2 separate regions of the Mus musculus genome follow, and region 1 is linked to region 2. The links are chromatin contacts, called in public ChIA-PET maps. All regions are on one chromosome and are shown on one strand. Each heading gives the region's core, a stretch centred on a gene start, on an enhancer-like site or on the middle of the called end of the contact. The rest is flanking DNA. Distances are from core to core; before and after follow the strand shown.

The links. ChIA-PET counts read pairs in DNA pulled down with a chosen protein or histone mark.
Region 1: a contact with region 2 is called in an RNA polymerase II ChIA-PET map of effector CD8 T cells, with 49 read pairs. The contact joins two enhancer-like sites. A contact is called at or near these places in 1 of 39 promoter capture datasets (fetal liver), 2 of 15 datasets of contacts at CTCF or cohesin (CD8 T cells and pro-B cells), 7 of 484 Hi-C or Micro-C datasets (CD8 T cells, the G1E-ER4 cell line, memory CD8 T cells and 3 more), 7 of 115 datasets of contacts at active chromatin or transcription factors (CD8 T cells, the HPC-7 cell line, effector CD8 T cells and 4 more) and 3 of 9 other capture datasets (adipose tissue, liver and pancreatic islet).

The regions. Positions count from the first base shown.
Region 1 is chr15:80,741,697-80,744,524 of GRCm38.p6, forward strand. The region is part of intron 1 of Tnrc6b (trinucleotide repeat containing 6b); the gene reads left to right. Among named protein-coding and RNA genes, the nearest start is that of Tnrc6b, 32 kb to the left of the region's middle. Within about 2 kb of position 1,370, at least 108 of the 459 cell types and tissues checked have an H3K27ac peak or open chromatin away from gene starts, as enhancers often do. A contact at or near this core is called in CD8 T cells, the G1E-ER4 cell line, adipose tissue and 5 more, where this site is marked.
Region 2 is chr15:80,813,437-80,816,591 of GRCm38.p6, forward strand. All of the region lies in intron 4 of Tnrc6b (trinucleotide repeat containing 6b), which reads left to right. Among named protein-coding and RNA genes, the nearest start is that of Tnrc6b, 100 kb to the left of the region's middle. Within about 2 kb of position 1,560, at least 111 of the 459 cell types and tissues checked have an H3K27ac peak or open chromatin away from gene starts, as enhancers often do. A contact at or near this core is called in CD8 T cells, the G1E-ER4 cell line, adipose tissue and 5 more, where this site is marked.

The DNA of each region.
Region 1 (2,828 bases), core at 120-2,619, 72 kb before region 2:
CCCCTCCACTTTCTGTACGTTCTGTGAACTTCTGTGTGATGTGAGTGGCAGGCTGTGTATTTGGTGAGATTTTTTTTCATGGTTATTTGCCTCGTTATCATCCATATCAATGTCCAGTTCACTGGTTTATCTCAGAGGCAGTGTACATTTAACAACTTGCCAACAATTGGGCACGGTGGCATATACCCATAATCCAGGTACTCCAGAGTCTGAGACAGGAGGATCACAATGAGTTAGAGGCCAATATGGGCTATGTGAGACCTGCCTCTCAAAAAACAAAAAACAAAACCAAGGGAACAGGATGTAGCCCAGCTGGTAGATTGCTTACATATCCTGAACAAAGTGCACACACAGAGCCTTGTATGATGTGGCTCTTGCTGTAATCTCAGCATTGGAAAGCAAATGACAAGAGAATGATGTGACTTTGAAGGTCAGCCTGGTGCATGCAGCAAACCTTGCCTCAAGGAACTCAAATAAACAGAATTAATGATGAGGGTGAGCACAGTTGCTTGTGTTTAGGTTGTCAGAAGGCAGTCCTGTTTTCTCAAGCCCTTTGCTTAAGAATTGACCAACTGTCCTGGAGGTAGCCTAGAACACATACAATTGAACAAACAGGCTTAGTAGCCCAAGGTGGGATACCTGTTTTTCTCATCATTCCTGCTTGAGACTGTCCCCTACACCAAGCAGTCTTTCCGGATTTTCCCAGATAGTAGAGTAAAACTGAGGTTTTAAAGCCAGAGTTTTATAGCCAGGTGTGGGAGGCAGAGGCAGGTGGATCTTTGTGGGTCTAGAACAGCTTGTTTTACATAGCAGGTTCTAGGCTTCTTCTGTACCAGTCCCAAGGTGCCCTCTACTACTGTAAGTTCCATGGGGATAGCATGCTGCCCTGATATACTATAGGGGTTTTTTTTGTTTTTTTTGTTTTTTGTTTGTTTGTTTTTAAAGAGATGTGTGAGTAGAATCCTTACATGAGTTAAGTCAGAATATTGTATTGAGTTGAGTTTATTTTTCCTTAAAAATGTGTGTCGATCACATAAGGATTTATTGAGAATGTCTCTTGGGCAGACTCTGTATTTAATAATACTAATGAAGTATTAAGTGATCCCTCTGATGCAGACTCTCTTAGTTACTGTCCTATTGCTGTGAAGAGACACCAACCACAACCAAGGCTGACAAAATAAAGCATTTAGGTGGGGCTTGCTTACAGATTCAGAAGTTTGTCCCATTGTCATCATGTCAAGGAGCATGGTGGCACACAGGCAGACGTGGTGCTGGAAAAGTAACTGAGAGGTCTACCTACATCCTGATCTAGAGGCATGGACCTGACTGCGACCTTTGAAACTTCAAAGCCCGCCTGTCTCCAGGTGACACATCTACAAGGCCACACCTTCTAATCTTTCTCAAGCAATGCCACTCCCTGATGACTAAGCATTCAGATCTATGAGCCTATGGGGACATTCTTATTGAAAGTGTAACACATGCCAGACCTCAGAGAGCTTATAAGCAGTAGTCCACACAGAAGGAAGCCTGGGGAGGAGTGCATGTACAGTTTACTAGCTCAGAAGGAGGACACATTGAGATTGCCTGTGAGGTAAGATGGTGTCAGGGATTTCACAGAAAAGATTGCCTAACCTGCGTCTGTCTTCAAGTTGAGAAGTTTGGCCTGTGGGTACTTCTAAGAGGAAATAGCTTGCACAAAGGCACATGAAACCACTGTGGGTGCTCTAGGGAAATTGAATACAGTGTAGCTTTGTAAGATAAAACAGGAGAACTCAGCAGGTACTAGGCCAGGTATAGCATGGAGTAGAGATTATATTTTCTTACTCAAGAGTTTGTACTTTCTAAATATCATTCTTATGTTAAAGGTAGTGGGTATTGAGGCTAAGAAAACCAAATTCTAAAAACTAGTGAAACTAGTTAAAATGGATGAAGTCAAAGTCGGTGGCAGCAGACATATGTAAGAAGAACACACTGATTAGAATTGATAGGCTTTGGTGCTAGGAAGGAGCTGATGATGTCAGATTTCTGATCTGAGGGGGTGATGTTGTTTCGGATGAGGTAGAGGGGAAACACCTGTTGGGGACAGGATGTTTGAGTTGTAGTTGCACTGAGTCTTAGGCACCGGTGGCACAGGAGGTAGCAAAGGCTGTTGGCGTAGGCAGCAATGCATCTGATTCTGGCTGGTAAGAACGCTCAGCACTGGCTTTGGGGATCGTCAGCACAGAGGTGGTAGTTACATTTGTGAACAAAAGATAGGGACATTGGAACTACAAATGCAAGCTGCGTTAGGAAGTTGAGGCAGGAAGACCACAAATTCAAGGCCAGCCTAGATTATATAGTGACACCCTCACTCAAATTAAAAGAAAAAAACTTCCAGGACAGCCAGGGCTACACAGAAAAACTCTTGTTTCGGAAAACAAAAACAAAAATGAAGTCCTGGGTTCAGTCCCCAGCAACTGGGAGGTTAGAAGCAAGAGGATCAGAAACTGAAGGTCCCTGATGGAGAGCAGGCCAGACTGAGTCATGCGAAACCCTATCTCAGAAAATAAACCAAGCAAATATGTAGTTACAGAAATGTGTGCTGTTGCCTTTTGCTGTTGTTTTGGTGGTTTTATTTGGCTGTTTTTTGTTTGTTGCTTGTACAATGTTGGAGTATAGTATATTCCTTAACAGTCTGCATTCCAAGATGATACTAGAGAAATGCTGGTGACAGCAGGGAGAACTAAGGAGGGTCGTGAGGGAAGAGACTGAGTGATCAAGGGCTTTTTTTCTGTGCTGCTTGAATTTTTAAACTGAGAATTAAAATGAATCACACTGAATAGTTAAGT
Region 2 (3,155 bases), core at 310-2,809:
GGCTTTACAGCATGTGCCTTTCCTGCTGGACTGTTTCACCAACTCAAGTTTTTATTTTTGGGACATGGTCCGTATCCCAGGCAGGGCTCCCGATTTCTTTCAGTCTCAGCTTCCTGAGTGCTAGGATTAAACACTATATCTTATGTATGGTTTAGCTGGCCTGCTTGTCAGCCTTTATGAGTTATGGATAATGGCATGGCAAAATTTCTAACATACTACGTTTTAATTTTAATTTTCACCTTCTACTGTTGTATTTTAAATGACAAAGTTTTTAATTCTGGCAACTGGACATCAATTGTCGCTGTATCCCTCTGAAAGATAAAATGTTTCTTGTATTCACTCTACTCCAGTAACTGAGGCCCTAGCTAGCAGCTCACTGGCCTACTCTGCTATGCTGACCCTATCAGCACTTGGGGGGAGGGGGTCCTTCTCAGCTACCCTAAACTTACAATCCTTCTGCCTGGCCCTTTCCAGGACTTAGGCATAAATGAGCTTCTGAAGTCAGGGCTGTTGTATGTGCAGTTGGCCCAGAGTTGGGCCAGTCACAGTGCTGGGTACCTCAGCTTTTTTCTAAGGTACTGACTGGGGCAGTGATACCTTCCTCAGGAAGTTGCTCTAGGGGTTGTCTGAGTTTGTTTTGAAGTGTTTAGCATATTGTTGGCTCTCAGTTTTTGTTTATTAGTGTTTCAGGATAGTGTTGTTGGATAGCATTGGCTATCTGGAAGAGTTGTTTAGGTTTTCTCCCTGTTCCCATTTATTTTTGAGATAGTATCTTACTTAACACTACAGATCAGGCTCCCTAGCTGGAATTTGTGAGTGACTCTCCTACCTCAGTCTCCTGAGTGCTCAGATTACAAGCATATACCACCTCAGCCAGCTAGAGCTGTGTCTTGATGTGTTTTATAATTAAAGAACAAACAACAATAACAACAACAAAAAACCCTGGATTTTGCCAGATGGTGGCACACACCTTTAATTCTAGCACTTGGGAGGCAGAGGCAGGTGGATTTCTGAGTTCAAGGACAGCCTGTTCTACAGAGCGAGGTACAGGACAGCCAGGACTACACATATGTGTAGAGCATATGTGGCCCTACTTAGCCCTGTCTCAAAAACACACACATAAAAACTGGGTTTTAAAGAAAGCAGGGGTGTGTGTGTGTGTGTGTGTGTGTGTGTGTGTGTGTGTGTTTAGCTTGCTTGAACTGACATCCATCTGAGGAAGTGGAGAGATTATGGATGGACAAGTCACAGAGCAAGAGGAGTGACTGGGCAGCAACTAGAAACATGAAAAGACTGTTTTCTAGAGGCTCTTGTGACGTGAAGTCTGCCTGGGAGAGTGAGGACAGGGGTGTGGTGTACATACTCCAGGCCCGGGAAGAGTCAAGCCGGGATCTGGGGAAAGAGGTGTACATTAAATTAAGCTTTGGGACATGGTCTACATTTGCTAGATGGTTAGTGTAACCTAAGGAGACAAAGGAAGGGGCTGGAGCTAGAGCAAGCTTGGGAGCTTTCAGTTTATGCGAGACAGATGAGAACAGGAAAAGGGCTGGTGCAAGAGAAGCCCACACAGGAAGTTGGGAAGCGCTAGGCCAAGGTAAGCCCTCTATTGCCGAGTGCCTGTCTATCACATCACCTTCTCATCTCTTCCTGCCATTACTTTGAGTAGGCTCAGAACCAGAACTTGTTCTGTTAACTAGTACCTACACAGCTTCCGATACCCAGTTAGTTCTCAGTGTTGTTGAGTGGGTAAGCGAGTTTATTGAGTATTGTATGTATGCAAGGAGCTTTGCTAGTATCTAGGGATAAAGCTGTGAGCAAAAATGGAGTTTTAAAAACCCCTGCCCTTGTTAGACTTTTATTCTCCTGAATGAGAATGCTGTCATTAAAAAGTGGACAGGGCTGAAGGCATCATCCATAAACTGAGCCTGTATCCCAAAAGGCACTTGTTAAAGTTACTAACTTGGAGCTGGAGAGATGACCCAGCGATTAAGAAGGCTTATTACTCTTCCAGAAGGCCGGAGTTCAGTTCTTAGCACTCCATATTGTATAGTTCACAACCACCTGTAACTCCAGCAAATCCAATACATTACTTCTTCTGGTCAGTCTCTCCCCTCTCCCTCCCCCTCCCCCTCCCCCTCCCTCTCTTTCAATTTGGAACCTGGGAAAGATTACTGGGGGGAGGGGGAGTGTTCCCCCATTCACTTGTAGCTTATCTTTTTGCTACTTTGTGGGTCGTTTCTTTTAACCTTTTCCACCCCCTTTCTTCAACCATTTCAACCCCTAACACTAGACTAGAGAGGAAAGGAAAGAGATCCTATAATAGCCTCAGGGGTCAGAAAGAGGGTGATGTTATCACTAAACTATTTCCTGTTAGTTAAGGGCACCGAGTTCCTTGGGGCAAGTTTGATCTTTGCAGTCAGGATATCTAATTTTTTCTTCTTCTGTTCTTTCTTCTTTACTCACAACTACTTAACAAACTGCAACAAACCAACAACCCAACAACCTCTCAGGGTCCTAGCATTTATATACCCTCTAAAAAGTCCCCAGTATTCCAAATGTCACATAATCACAGAAACTATCTGCAGCTGGCAAAATTACACTCCTGCTAGAGCATGAGGCAAATCATAGTCAGCTGCTATGGGCAATTTGAAGCAGCCCCATATCCCATACCTAGAATTAAACGAAAAACATATTTCTATAATATTTCTGTGTCTTTTAAAGAAACCAAAATTCTCACTACATTCACTGGCTCTGTTAAATAGGAGGTGGAGTGTTAAATAGAAAAAGGGAGGCAGAGGAAGACGATATTTAAGAGTAGCCCCTCTCCCTGCCAGAGCCCTGTTGAGAAGCGGGCAGGCTCTACTGGTAATTGCTGTGGACATGTAGGGTTCTCTGCTGGTGTGTCAAGGTGAAAGACAGTTGGGGTTATCTGAGTCCCAGTGAAGATCTGCTTGAGAAGATCTGCATAGGATAAGTGGGGTTGGGATGTGGGCATGTTCATGGGTGCTTAGGCCAAGTTTGGAATAAACTAAAAACCAGTATAGGAAACAGCCTGAAAGAAAAAGAAAACTAGGTTGCCCGAGGTAGAACTTCATATATTAGAAGGATAAGCTGAAGTGATTCTATCTTGTAATTGTTTTGTGAACCAGGCAGGC